Regions from separate parts of the Oryza sativa genome. Here region 2 is linked to region 1. A link is a contact called in public ChIA-PET data. All regions are on one chromosome and are shown on one strand. The core of a region is the stretch at or near the end of the contact, and the rest is flanking DNA. Distances in the headings are between cores, read along the strand shown. Region 1 holds the start of LOC4345512 (protein ACCELERATED CELL DEATH 6). Region 2 holds the start of LOC4345509.

What was found. ChIA-PET counts read pairs in DNA pulled down with a chosen protein or histone mark.
Region 2: a contact with region 1 is called in an H3K27ac ChIA-PET map of leaf, with 6 times the contacts expected there. The contact joins the promoter of LOC4345509 here to the promoter of LOC4345512 in region 1.

The regions. Positions count from the first base shown.
Region 1 is chr8:19,273,122-19,279,337 of ASM3414082v1, reverse strand. It overlaps LOC4345512 (protein ACCELERATED CELL DEATH 6), which reads right to left and starts at 3,511. Exons shown (of 4, transcript XM_066303542.1): 1 at 2,731-3,511; 2 at 1,503-2,134; 3 at 1,280-1,398; 4 at 650-1,211. The coding sequence starts at 3,469. The coding sequence ends at 821.
Region 2 is chr8:19,217,433-19,223,163 of ASM3414082v1, reverse strand. It overlaps LOC4345509, which reads right to left and starts at 1,842. Exons shown (of 3, transcript XM_015792611.3): 1 at 1,703-1,842; 2 at 1,177-1,542; 3 at 1-1,062. The coding sequence starts at 1,522.

The DNA.
Region 1 (6,216 bases), core at 2,262-4,761:
TTTTCTGGTATCTGAATTCTGAACACTATGATGTTTACTGAAACAATTAGGTGATGTTGAACCTGTCACTGCAATTTGTTTTTCCCCATATGCATATCTGTTGGCTATTTTTTTTTCGATAGGAAAGGGTATATAAGTTTTATTCAGTCATTGTCGGCAACGATATTATAATTAGTGTGCAGAAATTATTTTTCACGGCTTCGTATCTCATAATTGCAGCATTACATTATTTTATCATAAACCAATTTTTACATTAAGATAAGATAGTATTTTGAAGATTGGAGTTCTGTAATGTTAATTTATAGCAAGGTTATTTTTCTATTGCAGATATCTGGCCTAGCTTCTCAGGTAAAGAAGAAGATATACTAACACCCTCTTGATGATTGTGAACTATGGTGTTCCTATCTAACTGTCCAATGCCAGCTTCACATATGGCATTATCTGCTGTCGGCAAATTTGAAAGCAAATGTATTGGTCGTAGGAGAAGTCTTTGATAGCTTACGTTGATGATTGCTGCAACTTTTTCCCTCAGCCCATTATATATTTTGTTTAACATGTGAATACAATGTTTTGGACATATTGTATCTTGCATATGCTTCTATTTTGCAAAAATGCCTTTATCTCATCTAGTCTCATTAACAGAGGCAGAGCCCGGCGAAAGATAATCTTATTAGCAGATAAGATAATTACACAAAGTCATTGGGTTCCACGAATCTTCAACACCGCCGGCAAGCCAAAGATAATTACATAGGACCAGAATCTTTTCCCGATGAATTTTAGGACTGGCGCTGCTTGATACCTCGCTGCCCAGATTCCAACTCTAATACGCACCGAGTTTGCCACGATAAGGGGCCTCCGGACCTCCATACATGCAGACAAGAAGGAGAGAAAAGTGATGGCGCAGACAGACTTTGCCATGGTGAGAGCAACGGGAGCTAGCACGACGTACATGCCCAAGGCGAAGGCGGCGACCAGGCTTGTAGCTGAGCTCCGCATCATGACCAACGATAGGGACTGGTATACGTAGCGGATGGAGATCTCCCGCGACGGCATCCCAGAGTAGAGCAGGCTGACGGTAGCTAGCAGAGAGCAACTGAATGCTAGCGTGTTTGCGGTGATGAATGCGTTGAAGGAGTAGCTCCCAGCAAGCGTCGGTGTCCCGCCGTTCGCGTGGTCGTCTGCTCTGTATCCCCCAGGTAACGTGAAAGCTGCTGCAAATGTCACCGTTGCAATCAGAACAGATGAAATGCCGAGAACTGAAGTTGCGTTCGTCAAGTACTCTGAATCGATTTCTTCATCCCTCCTCTTTGAATGCTTCTCATAGAAGTGGTCCTGGCGACTGTGACCAACTGGAGCTCTGGCAAGTGCTAATGATTGGTGTATCATACCTCGTGAATTCTGCAGGTTAACGTATCGTATATAGTGGGGACAGAATCAGACAACTTCATATATGTAGCTAGGATAAATTGACACAAAAGCCAGAAAAAAAAAACGATTACTACCTTTTTATAGTAGAATCTTGCAGGAATCATAATCCATGAAAGATCACGAGGTGTCAGCCCGTCTTTGTTTGGTAAATTCAAGCTCACCTCCCTATTCCGAAACAAGAGGTTGAAAATTGAGACAAGTCCAGCTTTGACAGCAAGGTGCAGCGCGGTATCCCCCTGGTTGTCCTGCACATTTAACACAGATGCAAGTTCGGGCCTTTTGCACACAAATGCAACAATACTATGCCTCTTCTTCTCCACAGCAACGTGGAGGAAAGTCTTTCCTTGCATGTTCCGCAATGCGATGCAGCCAGGGGACCTTCCGAGCAAGGTTATGACAGCCTTGAGCGTCCCATTGGAGGCAGCAACATGTATAGGATATGATCCTCCGTTATCCGGTTGGTACATAGCAGATTCATTGGCATCAAGCAGCAGCGTGGTTGGACTTGGTTTCGGATGGAAATATTCAGACCATCTTGACAAACCTGTGGTACTAGTTTTCAGCGATGCAGCGAAGTGAAGCGGAGTGCTCCCATTTTTGTCGCCTTGACTAGTAAGGTGTAAGAGAACAGGCATACTCCTATACCGGCCTCCCTGATCAATGTTGACCTTAACATCCTTGCACTTGTCTAACAGTATAGACAGCGCTGCAATTCGGTGTCGTCGGTTAAGCAAGTCCAAAGGGAAAATAAGGCTCATAATAGTAATACCCAATCAACGCCAGTACATAACTGGCATCACCACTAGTTTTTGAATTACCAGCACTTTATAAAAGAAGGAAGTGATATTAGTGCCAGAGCTAGCAATTAATGATATTTGAATTCCAAATTCAAATTTTGTAATGCCATAAACAAATATTATGTATCCATCTCTTATGGCCAGACTACTCGTATGTGTAAAACCCTTTTAGGAGTACTTTATAAATGCTGTGCATACTTTGAATACTCTAAAAAAGTATACTCTTTGATATTAGGCAGCATTTCTTTCACTGTCTTGAGAGACTATGATACTAGCTAGTATTAATTTACTTGTGTTTTTTTTTGTTTCGTTTGCACATTCTTCTTATGGCTGGTTACTTTGGATGTTTTACTTGGTACAGATGTCCAAGGAGAACCAAAGGTATCTTGAGAAATCCTGTAGTCTCAATGGGTCTCAGTGCGGCACATAACAGGATTGATTGCAGAGTTTCAATGGCCGGAATATATTATGAATGGAAAATAAACAAGGAGTTGGCCATACATACCTTCGCCGCGGTATACCGAGATATGCAGCACGTTTTGGCCTTCAGGCCCAGAGTATGACAATGTTGTAGGACTTCTATCAAGCAGGTCCCGTGCAATCTCCAAGCGCCCCAGCGAAACGGCGAGGTACAGCGGCGAGGCGCCGATGCCACGATCCTCCGGAATCCTGGCCAGCTCCGGATCCTCCGACACGAGCCTCTCCACCACCATCCTGTTGCCGCCGCGGATCGCGCCGTGTAGCGCCGTCTCCCCGAGCTTGTTCCTGGTGCTCAGGATCCGTCCGTTGGCGGCGCCGCCCTCGTGCGCGGCCAACGAGATGAGACGGCAGACCATGGCATGGTGCCCGGCTCTGGCGGCGCAGTGCAGAGGCGTGTCGCCTCTGTTGTTGGTCGCGCCTAGCAGGTGCCTCGCCCTGCCGTGGATCATCTCCGCGCACTGCACGTACTGCTCGCCGTCGCCGGAGGTGGCCACCACATGGAGGGCCGAATCCTGGTCCGAATCAAGAGTCAACCCTTCCAGGAGAGGCGACGCTGCTGCTGGACGATTTGCAGGTTGACCTTGTTGAGCTAGATCACTACTAGTACTACTAGTATTTGAAGCTCCCTCCTCCGGCATGCGGATGACGAGATGGGATTCAGCAGCCGCCTCCTCATGGTTGACGAGAAGATTCTCAAGCGCCTTGCACGCACCAGATCGTGCAGCCATCAGCAGCTGCGGATCCATAATCACAGGGGAATCCATCGCGACACCACGCCAATCGTGCTCTGGAGAGGGAGATCGTTTAGGGCGATAGCAGTGCAGGCACCCGATATTGAGTTACCCCGTACGCCAGCTAGGCCTAGCACCGTTGAAAGAAACAACCTCCACACTGCACGAGTGCACGTGACCTCAAATAGAGCCCAAAAAATTTTAGCCCACAGTGGTGTATCCTTGATTGAGTGTACCAAACAGCAGAAAGAAATAAATTACCCTAAACTTTCCTCAACTACACCCGCATCTCCTTTTCTTCTTTTTTTTTTTACTTCTCGAGGCTTCTTGCCATCTCTCGCGACTCGCCATCTCTATCCGCACAACCGCGCCTTCTCCGCCCGCCGAATCGCTCCTCAGCTCAGCCACGCCGCATCGCTCCTCTGCGCCGCCTTCGAGCGTTTTTTCCCCTCCCCCAATCGAGCGAAGGCGAGGCTCAGTGGCATGAGAGATTGCGACGCCCTCACCTCCCCCAACTCCACCAGCTCTCCCATTGCCCCTCCGCCAGCGCCCCTCCTCCCTCCGCCGGCGCCGGCTCGACGACGCCGCCTCTCCCCTCTCATCCCTGGGCGGCGAGTTAACAAGCTCCCCAGCCGCCGCGCCGTTTCTCCCTCCTCCCCATCCGTCGGCGCATCGATGCAGAGGAGCGCAGCGGCCTCGGGGATGAGCGGCAGCGGCGGCGGCATCAGGGATGAGCGGCGGAGCTTGGCGTCGACCTTGATTTGTGTTGCCGCGATGTTAGCGATTTTTCCAAATCTCCTCGGGGCCGAGCGGCAAGCGGTGATTTTGTTGCCGCGATTTGTGTTCCTTGATTTGTTGCCACTATTTTGGTGGGCGTGTTCCTTGATTTGTTGCCGCGAATTTGGTGGGCGAATTTGGGGAAAACACTTCCACGGGTGGCGCGAGGTCACGAGCGGGCGGGGGCGCGGGGCAACGCGCTCTATAGCGCTTCTCTCCGTGGGAGCGAGTGTCTCTTCTGAGGCGCGGAACCTAGCGCCACGCAAGCTCGATTCCGACGTGGTGCATCATAGCACCGATCCACGGTGTTGCACTGTGAAGGGCCTTAGCCACTCATTCCCCGCCCTCGCAGTCGGACGGGCTGCCATGAGAAATCATCATGGGAACTGCAGGGGCATTCGCCTCCTTGTCCGATTACTCCATGCCATGGACTCCCTCCCTGGCTTCCTTCTACGTAGGATTGCAATCAACGCTCTTCTCCCTCTTCTTACCCTTTCTGCAGCCTTAAGTCTGAGCTAAACTCGGTAAAGCTTGCTCTACCCCAGCAGACCGTTCGTTTTCTCTATAAAGCAGGGCATCAGTGTGTTGGCAATTTTTTGTGACAAGTTGACAACAACGATTGCAGCACCTTATGCCTTGCGGTGATCCTAGAGTCGCCAACCACCTCGATCTAGCAAAGAGCTAAATCTAGATGGGTTTTGACAAATAAACCGGCTAGTGGAGCCGATTTAAGATAACTTCTCGTTTCGTGGGCAAAACGGAAGGTTTTCAGGACAAACCTACAAAGAAATGTCGCACTCTCGCAACGGCGGCGGACAGTTTACGGTGCAAACCGACAAAGATGGACAAACTAAGAGAAAACTGAAAGCAATATGAAAAACGATTTGATTGATTGATTGTAGATTGGTTTTTTACAATGAACCAGCCATGTCCCTTATATAGGGGTTGGTCTTGTCCTCTACAGGCCCTCCTCCACATCCAACTCGGGGTAGAAACTAAAGGAAACCCGAAACATGCCTTCCCGAGCAAGGAAACCATGAAACCCGACGAAACGCAGTCGGACTCGGACCTGCCGGTCAGACCGGCCACACACCGTCGGTCTGACCGGCCCTCAACCGACGGTCTGACCGGCCCTCAACCGACGGTCTGACCGCCCAACACACGGCGGTCAGACCGGCCCACTCGGAGGAAACCGGTAGACTTCCAAATTTTGGCAATCTTTCCTATTTTAATCCTAGGTGCCAAATTTGGGTGTAAACACATGCCCCCCTGCCTTTTTGATGAACAACGTGAATCTAAAAGCATAGAACATGTTTTGGTCTTAGGACTATAATCCAATTACCGGCCATAGTACCTCCTAAGCGTCTTGCCACACACTCGGGAAGTATTTCTTCAAGTATTTCCCATTGATTGCTCGCTGAAAACGCTCCCCTTGAAGTGTCTCCAAGAAATATGCATTTCCTTGAACAATGCCGCATACTCGATAAGGACCCTCCCAACTAGGTGACCACTTACCGAACTCCCTGGATCGAGTACCCAAAGGCAAAATTGTCTTCCAAACCAAGTCTCCAACTTGAAACAACTTTGCTTTCACCATCTTGTTGTACGCCTTGGCCACCCTCTTCTTTTCTTTTTCTATTTCTTCCAAAGCCTTCAAGCGCTTGTCGATGACTTCATCAAGGTTGTCTCCCATCAATGTCTTGTAATCTTCACTTGACAAATCATCTTGCCTGATGTAACGAAGAGAACCAAGATTTACCTCAACCGGTAAAACGGCTTCTTGACCATAAACCAACTCAAAAGGAGTGAATTTAGTGGCACCATGTTTAGATATCCTATGCGCCCACAATGCTTCGGAAAGCACTTCATGCCACCTCTTTGGGTGTTCCTCAATCTTCTTTTTCACTAATTTCAACAATGTCTTATTACTCGACTCGGCTTGTCCATTAGCCTGAGCGTAGTAAGGAGAAGAACTCAACAATTTAATACCATAAGATTCGGCA
Region 2 (5,731 bases), core at 593-3,092, 55 kb after region 1:
CTTTTTGTGACTCTACATCACAGTATGCCTCATCAGCCACCTCACCCTCCTCCAATTCCTGGTACTGTACTGTTCCATCCAAAACACCGACAGCTCCAACAATGTTCGCCGTACACTGGTTAACCGAATGTTTACTGCCATCCGTAGCCATCACCTCCTTTGACACACCCCCACCAACATCAACAGGCATGACTTCCAAACCTGAACCCACCTTACCCTCTTCTCTGCGAGCAAGTGGAGCTGCAGCGTCCCTCCCACACCCAGCAGTGAAGCGGTGCGTCGCAGATACAGTCCTCCTCATGGGAAGCAAATTCACAGCTTGAGCCAACACTTCCCTCTTTCCCAGCAATTCACCATTGTGTGCTCCCTTTCCCCTTGCTGCCCCTTCTGCACCATTCTCTGGTGAACCAACTTTGAAAGCAACCAGATTCTCATCCGAAGCATGTGAAGATTTCATCAAGACCGTGTCCATCACAGCATGATGATGCACATTCGCCATTGAATCACCATTACCCGCAGACGCCACCTTCTCACCCAGAACAGCACGGGCAGGCGCCCCATCCGACGGACGAACACCACCACCACGGCCCCGGCCGCGGCCGAGTGGAACAGCAGAGTCCCTACCGAAATCTGGTGGAAACTGGCGCTTAGCGGACACCACCCTGCGCTTGGGCGGCGGAAGCGGGGCCCGCTTCTCTAGCCCCCTCTTCGTCCCCAACTCACCGCCGCCATTTCTCTTCTCCTTCGCCACCAAGGGGCCAGCAACCCGCTCGCCGCCGTGCGTGGCCAAATCACCGGCGACGGCCACCGCATTTCTCGCCGGCGCCACCACCTCGCGCTCACGCTCCATTCCACCTCCTCTGCCTCCACCACGAGTCGTCCCCTCCAGCACGCGCCCTCGCACTGTACTGGTGCCCTCGCCTCGCCCATCCGCAGCGACGGGACGAGGAGGAACCGCGCCCGGGCGAACGTCACGCTGCGTGCATCGGCTTCTCCATGGCTGCGCCGCGTGGAGCATCATCTCGGAGAGTTCCAGCGTCGGCCCGTCCATCGATCGCCGCCCTACAATCACCACCACCGAACACAAACCGCAACAAATTTAGCCGTTACATAGGCAATCCATACGACGAACCCAAGCAGAGGACGTGATGAACCGAAACAGAGGCGTCCTCCTACCGTCCTCCGCTCGCGCAGCAACCCGCTCCGCGCCGGACGTGGCCGAGCCACCGGCGACGACGGCCACCGCATTCCTCCCGGTCCCCGCCGCGTCCTCGCGCCTCGCTCCGCTTCCACCACGACTCGTCCCCTCCTCCCCGCGCCCCCGCACTCCACCGCTCCCCTCGTCGCCACGCCCACCCGCAGCCGCGGGACGACGAGGAGGAGGGGGAGGAGGACAGCGAGCCGGAAGCGCGGCCGAGCGAGCGTCGTCGCCGCCGCCCCACTCCGCCCCCCATCCGCTTCTCCTCCACGTATGCCGCCGCGCAGCGCTGCTTAACATCTCCCGGAGATCCAGCCCGCTCATCGATCACCGATTCACCGCCCCTGCAAATCACCCACCACCACCACCAAGCACAAAAACCCGAACCAAATTAGCCGTTACGCACACATCCACACGCCAACACCACGAAACCGAAGCAGAAGAACACGAACGACGAGAACAGAGCCGCGCCGAAGTAGTCCCGAGGCGCGCGCGCGCCCTCACCTCCTCGTCCAGAGACCGGCGGCGACGCGGCGAGGCCGAGAGCGCGGCGAGGGGGAGCGAGGCTGCGAGCCTGCGAGGAGTTGGGGGGGTTTTGGGCGAGGAGAGAATCGAGAGAGTGGGTGGGGCCGTGAGGGGTGGAAATGTGGAATGGGAGGAAGGAGGAGCTCGTGACTGATACGGGTAGGGGCCGGGAGGGATGGGTTCGCCCGCCACGTGGCGGCCGGACGCCCCGCACCTGAAAGATTCGGATTGACTCGGGTCGGGTCGGGTCCGAACCTCCGAGTCTCCGACTGGCTCGGTCGCTGTGCACGCAACGCAAGCAAACGAGTGGGGTGAGAAAACGGTTGGGGGTAGGGCCGTCAACGAGCCGAGCCCGAGCGAGCTTACCTATATAGGCTCGAGCTCGGCACCAACTCGAGCCGAGCTCGAGTCGAGCCTGTTTAAACTACAAGCTTAGAAATGGGCTCGAGTTCGGCTCGCTCGAGTCTCGAGCTTTCTCGAGCCTAACTCGTGTGCCCTCAAATAACCAATACAGATGAAAGGAGGCTGCATGCATGCTTGTCGAGTACTACTAGTACTAGTAGCTTTTTCAAGCATAATATGACAACTAGTAGTACTATTAAATAGAGCTGCATGCATGCTAGTAGTACTAATAGGCTAGTGCTGCAGAGTAATGTAGTACTAGTAGGCTAGTGCCTGCACGGTACAGCTCTGCACGCTCTGTGTTTCTATACTGCTTTTCATTGGGAGTAAGAGTAGTACTAGCTGTTGCATTGAAAATTTAAGAACTTGACAGAGGGAAATCTGGGCTCGACGAGCTATTCGAGCTCGGCTCGTCAAGCTCGCAAGCTTGGAGCTAGGCTTGAGTTCGGCTCGAATTGTTGACGAATCGAGCTCGAGCCGAGTCTACAGCGAGCCGAGCTCAAGCAGCTCGCGAGCCTCGAGCTTTTTTGATAGCCCTAGTTGGGGGTCTCAGCAACCTTCGCTTCTCTTTTTATAGGCGGTGACGCTGAGTCGGTGACGCCGCGGTACTAGTACTCCATTACTGTAGTGCATTTACTGGGGGGCGTAAATACAATTTTAGATGGTTGTTATTGCGGCATTGATTCTACTCTACAATGGTGAAACGGCTAGGTGAAGATATTTTCCATAATAAGTTTATAATTATGATTTTCACACGGCTAATCCCATATTATCTACTCCCTCCAATCACAAATATTTTATGTTTAAGATGAGGTTTGGTCAAATTTTAAACTTCAACCATAATTTTAGTATTAGAATACATTTATGACATCGAATAACTTTATGATGTCTTTTTTTACTGTTAAGTTTATGATATTTAATGATAGTTTTAAGGCAAATCTACATACGTGTATTTTTCTTAAAACAAAACATTTAAGAAATTATTAATGGTTAAAGTGTGAGGAACCAGTTAATTAAAAATGGACACAATTATATTTAAAACTCTTGCTAAGTATTTATTTCATTATTTTGCTAAGAAATATAATTATTTTGGACCTACTTGTCATTGACACTCGTGTCAGTCTAGCAAAATTCAGCTATACAACGCATGAGTATAGCTGAATTCAGCTATTTTTTTACCATGAGAGACGGGTCCCACTGATCATTCACATTCTGGTAGACATCAGCCACACCATGCAAGTTACTCCGTAACTATACTTCGTAATCTTTACTCCCCATTAATCATCCAAAACCAACAGCAAACACACAGACTTTGGTGCGCCCCCTGAACGGTGTATGTCGGTTACTCAAACATGTCACTTACCGGTGGGTCCTCCTTGCAGCGCCGCTGATTTATTCATAAGCACTATCCAAAGGACAATCACACAGCAGGAAAGCGTATCTATTTAACAGCTTCGGCTAAGTTTGGTAATATCCATCTCAAAATATAAATATGTTTAGCTAAAAATTTAAACAATTATATATTCATATTTATAATTAAAATTTATTATATTTTAACACGAAGATAGTAATTCTATAAATTATCGCGCCCTTCACATCAATGATCTACACAAGATCATCCACACTTTTTATCTCACCCTTTTCTACTGTACACATCATGCTTAATTGCTCATTCGCTTAGTAGCAGGAGCAGTACGGATCGGGATACTCCGCATTAGAATATTATCTCTTTTTTTAAACTACATTGGAATATTATTGATGCAAGTTATATCATTTGCACAATGGCCCATCCTATCCACCCTCGATTTAAAATGATGGGCTAGATCAGGGATCCGGATCCTCTGCAGTAATGCATAGGTGCACTATTCATGTTAGTAGCACAATAAATCAATGCATCAAACAATGTCGATCCATTAACGAAAATACTGTCAAACATTGATGAGTATTGTAGCATATTTATTGTAGCGCACGATCTAATCCATCTGATCAAACAGTCTCCATTCCCTCTAATGTTGGGTATTGTAGATCAATTCAGAGGATCCTGATTCTTAGATTAGATATTCAGATGCTAAGTAACTATATGATGAGGTACTGGTCCCGATCTTCCAATAGGTAGTGATAACTCTCGATTTGGCGGAAACTTGACACACACGATTCAGCTTTCGATCGACACGATCCGAACCCTGTAATTGTAGCACCACGTCTCCTCTGGTTATCAACCGTGCACTGCCCGGTTGACCTCAAACAATCCGTACATGCGAATCGAAGAACACAAGCAAGAATAAGGTAGATTGCAACTTAATTGCATATGAATGATTAAGCGCTTCAATTTGGAGTTCTACAAACTGAGCAAGCAGCAAAACTGTAATGGCATAAATAATCTAAGCAAAACCCCATTCTAAACTATGATGGCTATTGAATAAATATGATAAGTGATGTCCGAGTTTGCCCTAGGACTCCACCTCCTTGCGCTTAGCCCATGACATAATTATAAGGCTCAAATCAAACTCGGACTGTATAAGGTACGTAACTTGTTTTGCAGACTCCCAACACCTCGATAGGAATTTTGATGTAGGACCAAAACCATCTGAAAAAGTAGATTCCATAAGCTTTCCAACAAGTACTCATGCGCCCCGAGATTCCTTCTAGATCAACAGCTAGGCCCGTTTGAAATGATGTTATCAAGAGACCGAATCCGAATCCAAAACGTGTATAACTTCTTCTTTTGCTTTCTATGGACCAAAAGTGACGTGGTAACATGGGAGTAGACTTAGGGAAGGTCTTGGTTTGGTCCCAATCAGCTTCTTAATTTGATCATCCATGTATTTCTGAAGGTGGGGATGACGTCAAGTCCGCATGGCCCTTATGGGCTGGGCCACACACGTGCTACAATGGCAATGACAATGGGAAGCAAGGCTGTAAGGCGGAGCAAATCCGGAAAGATTGCCTCAATTTGGATTGTTCTCTGCAACTCAGGAACATGAAGTTGAAATCGAACGTAATGTCAAAGAAGTGGCTCGGCGAGGGGCTTTATGCTGATTCAAGGCCGAAGGACAAAGCTCTTCCTCTTCGTGCTTGTCCTAAATAATGATATTCACTGAGGTGTGCTGGCTCTGCTTCAATCCGTTTTCTTGCTCCATGCCAATCGAAGATGAACCATTCACCGAGCCGAGTATGTGCAAGACAAGACACGGCTCTCGCACTCGGTCTCTTTTCCTTTACCCAAGCAAATATCTTTGAAAATGAGAACACGCAAAACTCATAGTGCAATAATGTTTGTTCAAATATATGACACTTAAATCCCACATAGAAAGCATGCACTTGGTTTATGAATATATAAGGTAATCATGGTCATATCCAAGCTAGTAATATCCTCATCACTATAGCTATAGTTGAATCTGCACAACACTATCGACGGGCTATACCCGAGAATGGTATTTGTAGAGTATGGAAGTCATCGGTACCAAGGTATACACGAGATTGTAGTAAGAAGACGGGGACAATGACTTTTATGCTAGTTTGGGTCATCAAGATGAGTAATAACACTACTCCGGTTCATATGTATATCTCTGGAAAAGTACCACACTAGTTACAATCGAAGAGCAA